Linked DNA regions of Sus scrofa: region 2 is linked to region 1. The links are chromatin contacts, called in public Hi-C maps. All regions are on one chromosome and are shown on one strand. The core of a region is the stretch at or near the end of the contact, and the rest is flanking DNA. Distances in the headings are between cores, read along the strand shown.

Region 1 (3,546 bases), core at 755-3,254:
CACGCAGCTGGCCACCCCCGAACTCCCCACCTCCCACCACCCCCTCCCCTCATGTACTCACCAGATGGTGACGGAGGCGGAGCGGCGCTGAGAGTAGCCTGGAGACCTGGAGCCTCCCCGCAATCTCCTATGCTGCTTGTGGCTTTTCTTGACTCCCCTGCTCCCTGCATCTCCCACCCCGCCTCCTACTCCCACGAGCTGTCACCTTCGGGGGCAAAAGACACACGCGTGGGGGCGGCCGGGAAGATTCTGCCCGGGTGGAAGAGAGTAACGGGGGCGGGGGCCACGCCCACATGTAGGAGGAGCTCTCGGGAGCGACCTCCCCCTCCGGAGCGCACCTCCGAGCATCCTCGGTTCCCTAAGGAATCCCCGGGAGTGCCCTCCAAGATCTGCTAGCCAGCACGGCCAGACGCGTCTGTTTAAAAGAACCACGTGAGGAGCTGGCGAACAAGCACGTGCCCAGGCTCTTCTCAAATGGTGCCCGAGAAAACAGATTGCCCCTCCCGATCCTTTCAGGTGTAAACATTCCGCTCTGATTATCTTGGGTCAACTCAAGCCTCTCGTGTTGTCACAACCGCCAACAGTGTGAACGAGCACTTGGTGCCCTGCACGGACGTCGGGGAGGAGCCTGGGAATTTCTCTGATGAACCTACAGTAGAGCGGATCTTCCCTCTACTCCTACCTTGCCCAGCAATTTCCCCTTCTAGAAGACCCAAGGAGCCGTGGACGGGCTTTTGCTGCTACCGTGTGGCGAAGATGGGGGCCGTGCACTCTATTTTTAGCCTTACCCAAGAAGGAGCCATTGACAGTCTTTTGCTGCCACCTTGTGGCAAGGATGGGAATCGTGCGCTCCATTTCCAGCTTTGATAACCTTAACCAAGAAGGAGCCATTGACGGTCTTTTGCTGCCACCTTGTGGCAATGATAGGAATCGCGTGCTCCATTTCTACCCTGGACAACCTTTAGCCAAGAAAACGCACTGAGCATCTACGGCTGCCAGATCCCCAGGAAGACCCTGCTGCCGTGGGGCAAATGAATAAGACAGACAAGACACAGTCTCTGCTCTCGCGGAGCTCACGCTCTCCTTGGACAGACCTACAAATAAATGAATGGATGAATAAAGGAGGTGATTGCAGAGTGTGACACAATGCTAGGAAGGAAGAAAAAGGATTGGTTGTCACAAGTGTAATGATATATCTGTCTCCCTGTACACACTCTCCCTGCCGTATCAACCCGCTGAGCGAGGCCAGGGATCGAACCCGCATCCTTATGGGTACTAGCCCAGTTCATTTCCGCTGAGCCACAACAGGACCTCCTTCACTCCTTGAATCCCTTCCCTGTTTATTTTTTTCACCTTGGCATTTTCCCCCATCTCACATAATGCTATATATTTGGCTCACTTATCGAATGTCTGTCTCCCCCACTGGAATGTAAACTCCACAAAACTCTACCTGTTTTGTTCACTGATGACTCTTCAGCACTTGATAAGTCCTAACACTTAAGCGATGTGTAAACAACTGCAAAGTGAATGAAAGATACCAGATACCGACAGGCCTGCTACTCGGGGCAGAACCGAGAGGGTTCTGGGGCGTGGCCAGTGGAGGGACCGGACTCAGAGTCCAGGAGGAGAGAGGGTTGGCCCGAGTTAGGGAACTGTACTGGGATAGAGGGGCGGGACAAGCAAGGGTTCGCCTGGAGGCAGAGCTAGATTAGAGCCGCAGCCTGGGGGCGGGGTCTTCCTGGGGCTGGGCCACGCGCGAGGCGAGTGCTTTAGGGGCGGGACCTATGGAGGCGGGGCCTGCGTGAGGCGGGGCCATACGGGAGGAAGGGCGGGGCGGGGCGTGGTCAAACAAGGAAGTGTAGAATAAAAGGCGGGACTAAGACTGGGATGGGGCCAGTCCAAGGCGGGGCCAGGCTGGGGCGGGGCCTGCCCAGGGCGGGGTAAATCTGGGCGGGGCCATGGCTGAGCCGGGGGCGGAGGAAAGGGGTTGGCTGGGGGGACGAGGGCGGAGCCAGTCCAAGATCTCCGCTGTCCTGGGTCCTGGAGCGCTCCCGCCCCGGCAGGGCTAGCTCCCGTCCCTTAAGTCCCTCCCTGACCCGCCCGGCCGCAGGGTGTGCAGGATCAGACGCCCCCAGCTCAGCGACCGCAGCTGCACCCAGTCCCAGGCTCTGAGCTTCGGGCCAGGCGGCCGCAGGGGACCCTGGAGGGCTCAGCTCCGCACTGCCCTGGGGCTGTGTCCCAGGAGACTCCGAGGGCGACGGTGAGCAGGGCTGGGGGTGGGGGGGGATGTGCGTGTGTGCGTGTACATCGGTGTGTGTGCATGTGTGTGAACGTCTGTGCGCATCAGGAGAATTATATGAGAGCCTGGAGTTGGGTAGGTGCGTGCTCCGGGGAGCTGGGTGTGTGTGCAAAGTTGAGTGCGTTTGCAAGGGCAGCCCCGTGTGGGAGGGCAGTCGTACATGTGTGTGCGTGTGAAATTTGGTGAGGACTGAATGTTAATGTGTCTTGGAGGAAAATGGGAGGGCAGGTGCAATGAATCTTGGGGGGACTGTGTGTTCCGGATGTCGGTGGCAGGCTGTGGGCTGCGTGGGTGAAGGAATTGTGGGAGTGTGAGAACTGCGAATGTATGTGTTTCCATTTGGACTTACTGGGTTTTCCATGACCCTCAGCATGAAGGGGTGGGGCCCAAACGTTGTGTGTACCGATTAATCCTGAGGAGGGAGAGTGGTCGGGGGCCAAGGGTAACGGACAGAACAGGGGTTTGGGGACTGGCCCAAAGTAATCTGGGGATCCCTGGCCCCCTTGACTTGAGGAGATGTGTGGGTGGCGCCAAGGGTGGGCCTGCCCCTGGCTAGGGAGCAGTGGGCAGGGCTCCTGCTTCACAGGGTGGGCGCTGCCGCCTCACCAGTCGCCCTCACTCAGGCTCCGTGCCCACTTCCTGCCTGGGTGGCTCTCGCTGGTCGTCCTGCAAGAACATGGTGCAGAAGTACCAGTCTCCTGTCCGCGTCTACAAGTACCCGTTCGAGCTGGTCATGGCGGTGAGTGACCCCCGACCCTGAGGTCCCTTGTGTGACGGGTGGAGGGATACCAGAGGTCAGCTCTGATGGTAAGAAGAGGGAGACCCCCTTGAACCCCCCGATCAGAAGGAATTAATGAGCTACTCCACTGACTGGGTGGGTCCAGCCTCTAACCAGGACCCTTCGCCTGGCCGTCCCACCTTTCATCACAACTTCCGGAACCCTTGCCCACTGACCAAAACACAAGGTCTTTCCCTCCTTTCCTTGTTGAAGCTTATCTGTCCTCTTATCTCGGTCCCCTTCAATAGAAAACAAGCATGTCAGGGGCCAAACCACTGCTGTCATTTTGTGTAATAATAATAGTTATTATTATATATATACTAATGATGATGACAGCAGCCATTCACTGAGGGTCTGTGGCGTTAAGTCTTTACAGATGTTATTTCGTGTAATTTCCAGCAGCTCTTCTCATTCTCATTTTACCTCCACTAAAGTGAAGCTTGGACAGGTGAAAGGACGGCTTTAAGTT
Region 2 (3,546 bases), core at 496-2,995, 47 kb before region 1:
GCCAATGTTTCCTGAGGGCCTACTGTGTGCCTAGAACCACAGAAGCTTCCAGAAGAAACAGGCAGGTTTTTGGAGCCCACCATCCAAAAGGGCCGTAGGATGGTCTGGGCTGCGACAAGGACAGTGGTTCGTCCACATCTGAGTTGAGGCGAGAGCCACGCATTTGGGAAGCCAGCTGGGCATCGGGCATGGGGAGAGTGTGTTCGCAAGCGTGGGGGTCGGGGGCTGTGGTCACACTATGACCAGAACAGGGGACACCAGCACCCTGAGCCCCAGCCTCCCTGACCGCAAAATGTCTGGTGTGTGCTAGACCCTCGACGAACCCTGACTGGGCTCCTGAATGCTGCAAGGGCTGCAGCCCCCTGCCCCGCCCTGAGCAGCACCCCCAGGACCCGAAATGGAGGGGACCTACTCCTCAGCGATCATGTCCCCCTGGGGGTGCTTCATTTGCTTGGCGATGGCCGCATCTGCCTCCAGCACGTACAGAAGCTTCTCCGAGTCCGACACCTTCTGCAAGGCCACGTCCCGGTGCTCGGGCTGCCGGCCCTCCTGCAGCCCGGCCAGATCCTGTGAGAGTCACAAGAAAGGGCTGGGGGGGGGGACGGTGGGCGGGGACTCAGTGGGCACAGGACAGGAGGGGTGGGAGGAGGAGAGGGGCAGAGGACAGGCTCCTCTGGCTCTGTCCTGTGCCTCCTTGTGGCAGCTTGGGCTGGGAAGGCAGCAGTGCAGAGCCTTGGCCCCGCCCAGCCCAGCCCAGGGGAGACCCCCCAGGAAGGCAGGTCAACAAATGAGCCGCAGAAGGGTGACTGCAAGTTCATACAAGCTGGTGTTACCAAGGGAACGCAGCAGAGGTGGAATGTGGGAGACTTGCTCCAGGGGTCAGTGAGGCCCTTCTGAGGCAGTGACACAGCCTAAGACTAAAGGAAGACTGGGAAGAGTGTCCTAGGCAGAGGGAACAGCCTGTGCAAAGGCCCTGCGGCAGGAAAGGACCTCTGTGATTGAGGCTGGAAGGAGGCATAGGGAGAAAGTGGGAGAAGGCACAGTGCACCTCATCTATCCTTTTTTTTTTTTTTTTTTGCTATTTTAGGGCCCCACCTGCCTTACATGGAGGTTCCCAGACTAGGAGTCCAAGCAGAGCTGCAGCTTCCAGCCTACGCCACATTGTGGCTGTAGTTCCAATTTGACGCCTAGTCTGTGAACCTCATATAACATAGGTGCGGCCTTAAAAAGCAAAAAAAAGAAAGAAAGAAAGGAAAAGAAAAAAGAAGACGGAAGGGAAGAATGGCAAAAGGAAAAAGTGGAACGGCTTCCTCTCAGAGGAAGATAAGGTGTTTAGCCTACCCCACCCAGGCCGGTAGGGGGAGGGCTGAGGGCTGGGGGCACCCAGGGCCTGGAGGGCCTTGGAGTTGAGGCCCGAGTGTCACAAGACCAGAGGCACTGGGCCATTAGTGTGCCACGGCTGGGGCTGGCCAGTTAAAAATTGATAGCAACGACAGGAAATACAACGAAACATCATGATCCTTGGCGTGGGGGAATTTTATTCGTTCCATCATCACCCGCTGATCTGAAGCTCTGCTGGTCAGTGATAGTGCCACGGATTAATTCTGCACAAGAGGGACGTCAGTTAATCATTTCCTAATTCAGAGGCGCAGGTGCTGTGGGGGGAGGCCAGCACCCCCCGATGAGGGGGAGAGAGCACGGAGCGAGCCGCGTGGAGGGGAAGCGTTCAAGAGTCCACCGTCGGGCAAGACGGATCGATGAGGACGCAGGCTGCACAGTGGTTACCTCTGGGCAGGACGGACTGGGAAGGTCCCTGGGACATTTCTGGAAACGTGCTCCACCCTCACCCCAGGAACGGTGCCGGGGCGACCTACTGGCACAGGAACGTGGGAGGGTGAACCCTTAACATCTGGATACTCTCCAGAGACCTTACATGTGTTTCACTTTAAAGTAAACAAAAATCAGGAGTTCCCTTCATGACTCTGCGGTAACAAACCCAACTAGTACCTATGAGGGCACAGGTTCGATCCCTGGCCTTGCTCAGTGGGTTAAGGATCCTGGCATTGCCATGCACTGTGGTGAGGGTCATAGACGTGGCTCGGATCCAGCGTTGCTGTGGCCGTGCAGCTGTCCCGATTCGACCCCTACACTGGGAACTTCTGTATGCCATGGGTTCGGCTCTAAAAAGAAAGAGAAAAATAATAATAATAATAATAAAGTAAAAAATATCGTAGGGACTGAATGACCCACAGGCTGATGGACAGACCTGTGATGAAGCCAGTCCAGCAGACATCGCTGGCAGAATCTGGGCGGTGGAGACATGGATGTTCTCTAATCCCTCCAACTTTAGCAGCGTTTAAAAAATAAGCTAGGGGAGTTCCCGCCGTGGCGCAGTGGTTAACGAGTCCGACTAGGAACCATGAGGTTGCGGGTTCGATTCCTGGCCTTGCTCAGTGGGTTAAGGATCCGGCGTGGCTGTGAGCTGTGGTGCAGACGTGGCTCGGATCCTGTGTTGCTGTGGCTCTGACACAGGCCGGCGGCTACAGCTCTGATTGGACCCCTAGCCTGGGAACCTCTATATGCCTCAGGAGCAGGCGAGAAAAGGCAAAAAGACCAAAAAATAAAGAATAAAAAAAATAACATAGGGAAAAAAAGCAAAAAAAAAAAAAAAAAAAAGGCAGTTCCCATTGCGGCTCAGCAGTAACGAGGAGCCATGGGGATGCAAGTTCCATCCCTCACTCAGAGGGTTAAGGATCTGGTGTTACTGTGAGCTGCAGTATAGGTTGCAGACGCCGCTCAGTTCCCATGTTGCTATGGCTGTGGTGAAGGCTGGCAGCTGCAGCTCCAATTCGACCCCTACCCTGAGAACTTCCATATGCCATAGGTGCAGCCCTAAAAAAAAATTAAGCTAGGAGTTTCCCGGCGGCACAGCAGGTTAAGGGCCTGGTGTTTTCACTGCTGTGGCTTGGGTTGCTGCTGTGTCATGAGTTCCATCCCTGGCCTGGGAACTTCCACACACTGTGGCTGCAGCCAAAGAAACAAAAAATTAGGATAATTACAAAAAGCTGATTAGTGGTTGCCGGGGGGGGGAAGACCGCTAATAGGCGCAGAGCTGGGATGACGAAGGGGCCTTGGAACCAGATAGAGGAGGTGGCCACACAACACTGTAAAGGTACAAGGTGCCACAAAGTTGAACTTGAAAAGGTTAATTTTATCTTATGGGCATCTCAATTTTTAAACGAAAAACAGGGAGTTCCCGTCGTAGCGCAGTGGTTAACGAATCCAACTAGGAACCATGAGGTTGCGGGTTCAGTCCCTGCCCTTGCTCAGTGGGTTAACGATCCGGCGTTGCCATGAGCTGTGTCGTAGGTTGCAGACGCGGCTCGGATCCTGCGTTGCTGTGGCTCTGGCGTAGGCCAGAGACTACAGCTCCAATTAGACCCCTAGCCTGGGAACCTCCATATGCCATGGGAGCGGCCCAAGAAATAGCAAAAAGACAAAACAAACAAACAAAAAACAAAAACAGGAAAATTCAAGAGAATTTTT

The links. Hi-C and Micro-C count contacts between places; a contact is called where the count stands out from the background.
Region 2: a contact with region 1 is called in a Hi-C map of liver, with 9 times the contacts expected there. A contact is called at or near these places in 1 of 5 promoter capture datasets (liver) and 8 of 47 Hi-C or Micro-C datasets (embryonic fibroblasts, epiblast stem cells, liver and 2 more).

Annotation. Positions count from the first base shown.
Region 1 is chr3:37,441,586-37,445,131 of Sscrofa11.1, reverse strand. It overlaps SEC14L5 (SEC14-like protein 5), which reads left to right and starts at 2,004. Exons shown (of 16, transcript XM_003124623.4): 1 at 2,004-2,260; 2 at 2,923-3,038. The coding sequence starts at 2,976.
Region 2 is chr3:37,487,955-37,491,500 of Sscrofa11.1, reverse strand. PPL (periplakin) reads right to left here. Exons shown (of 22, transcript XM_013995670.1): 3 at 413-567. Among named protein-coding and RNA genes, the nearest start is that of PPL, 29 kb to the right of the region's middle.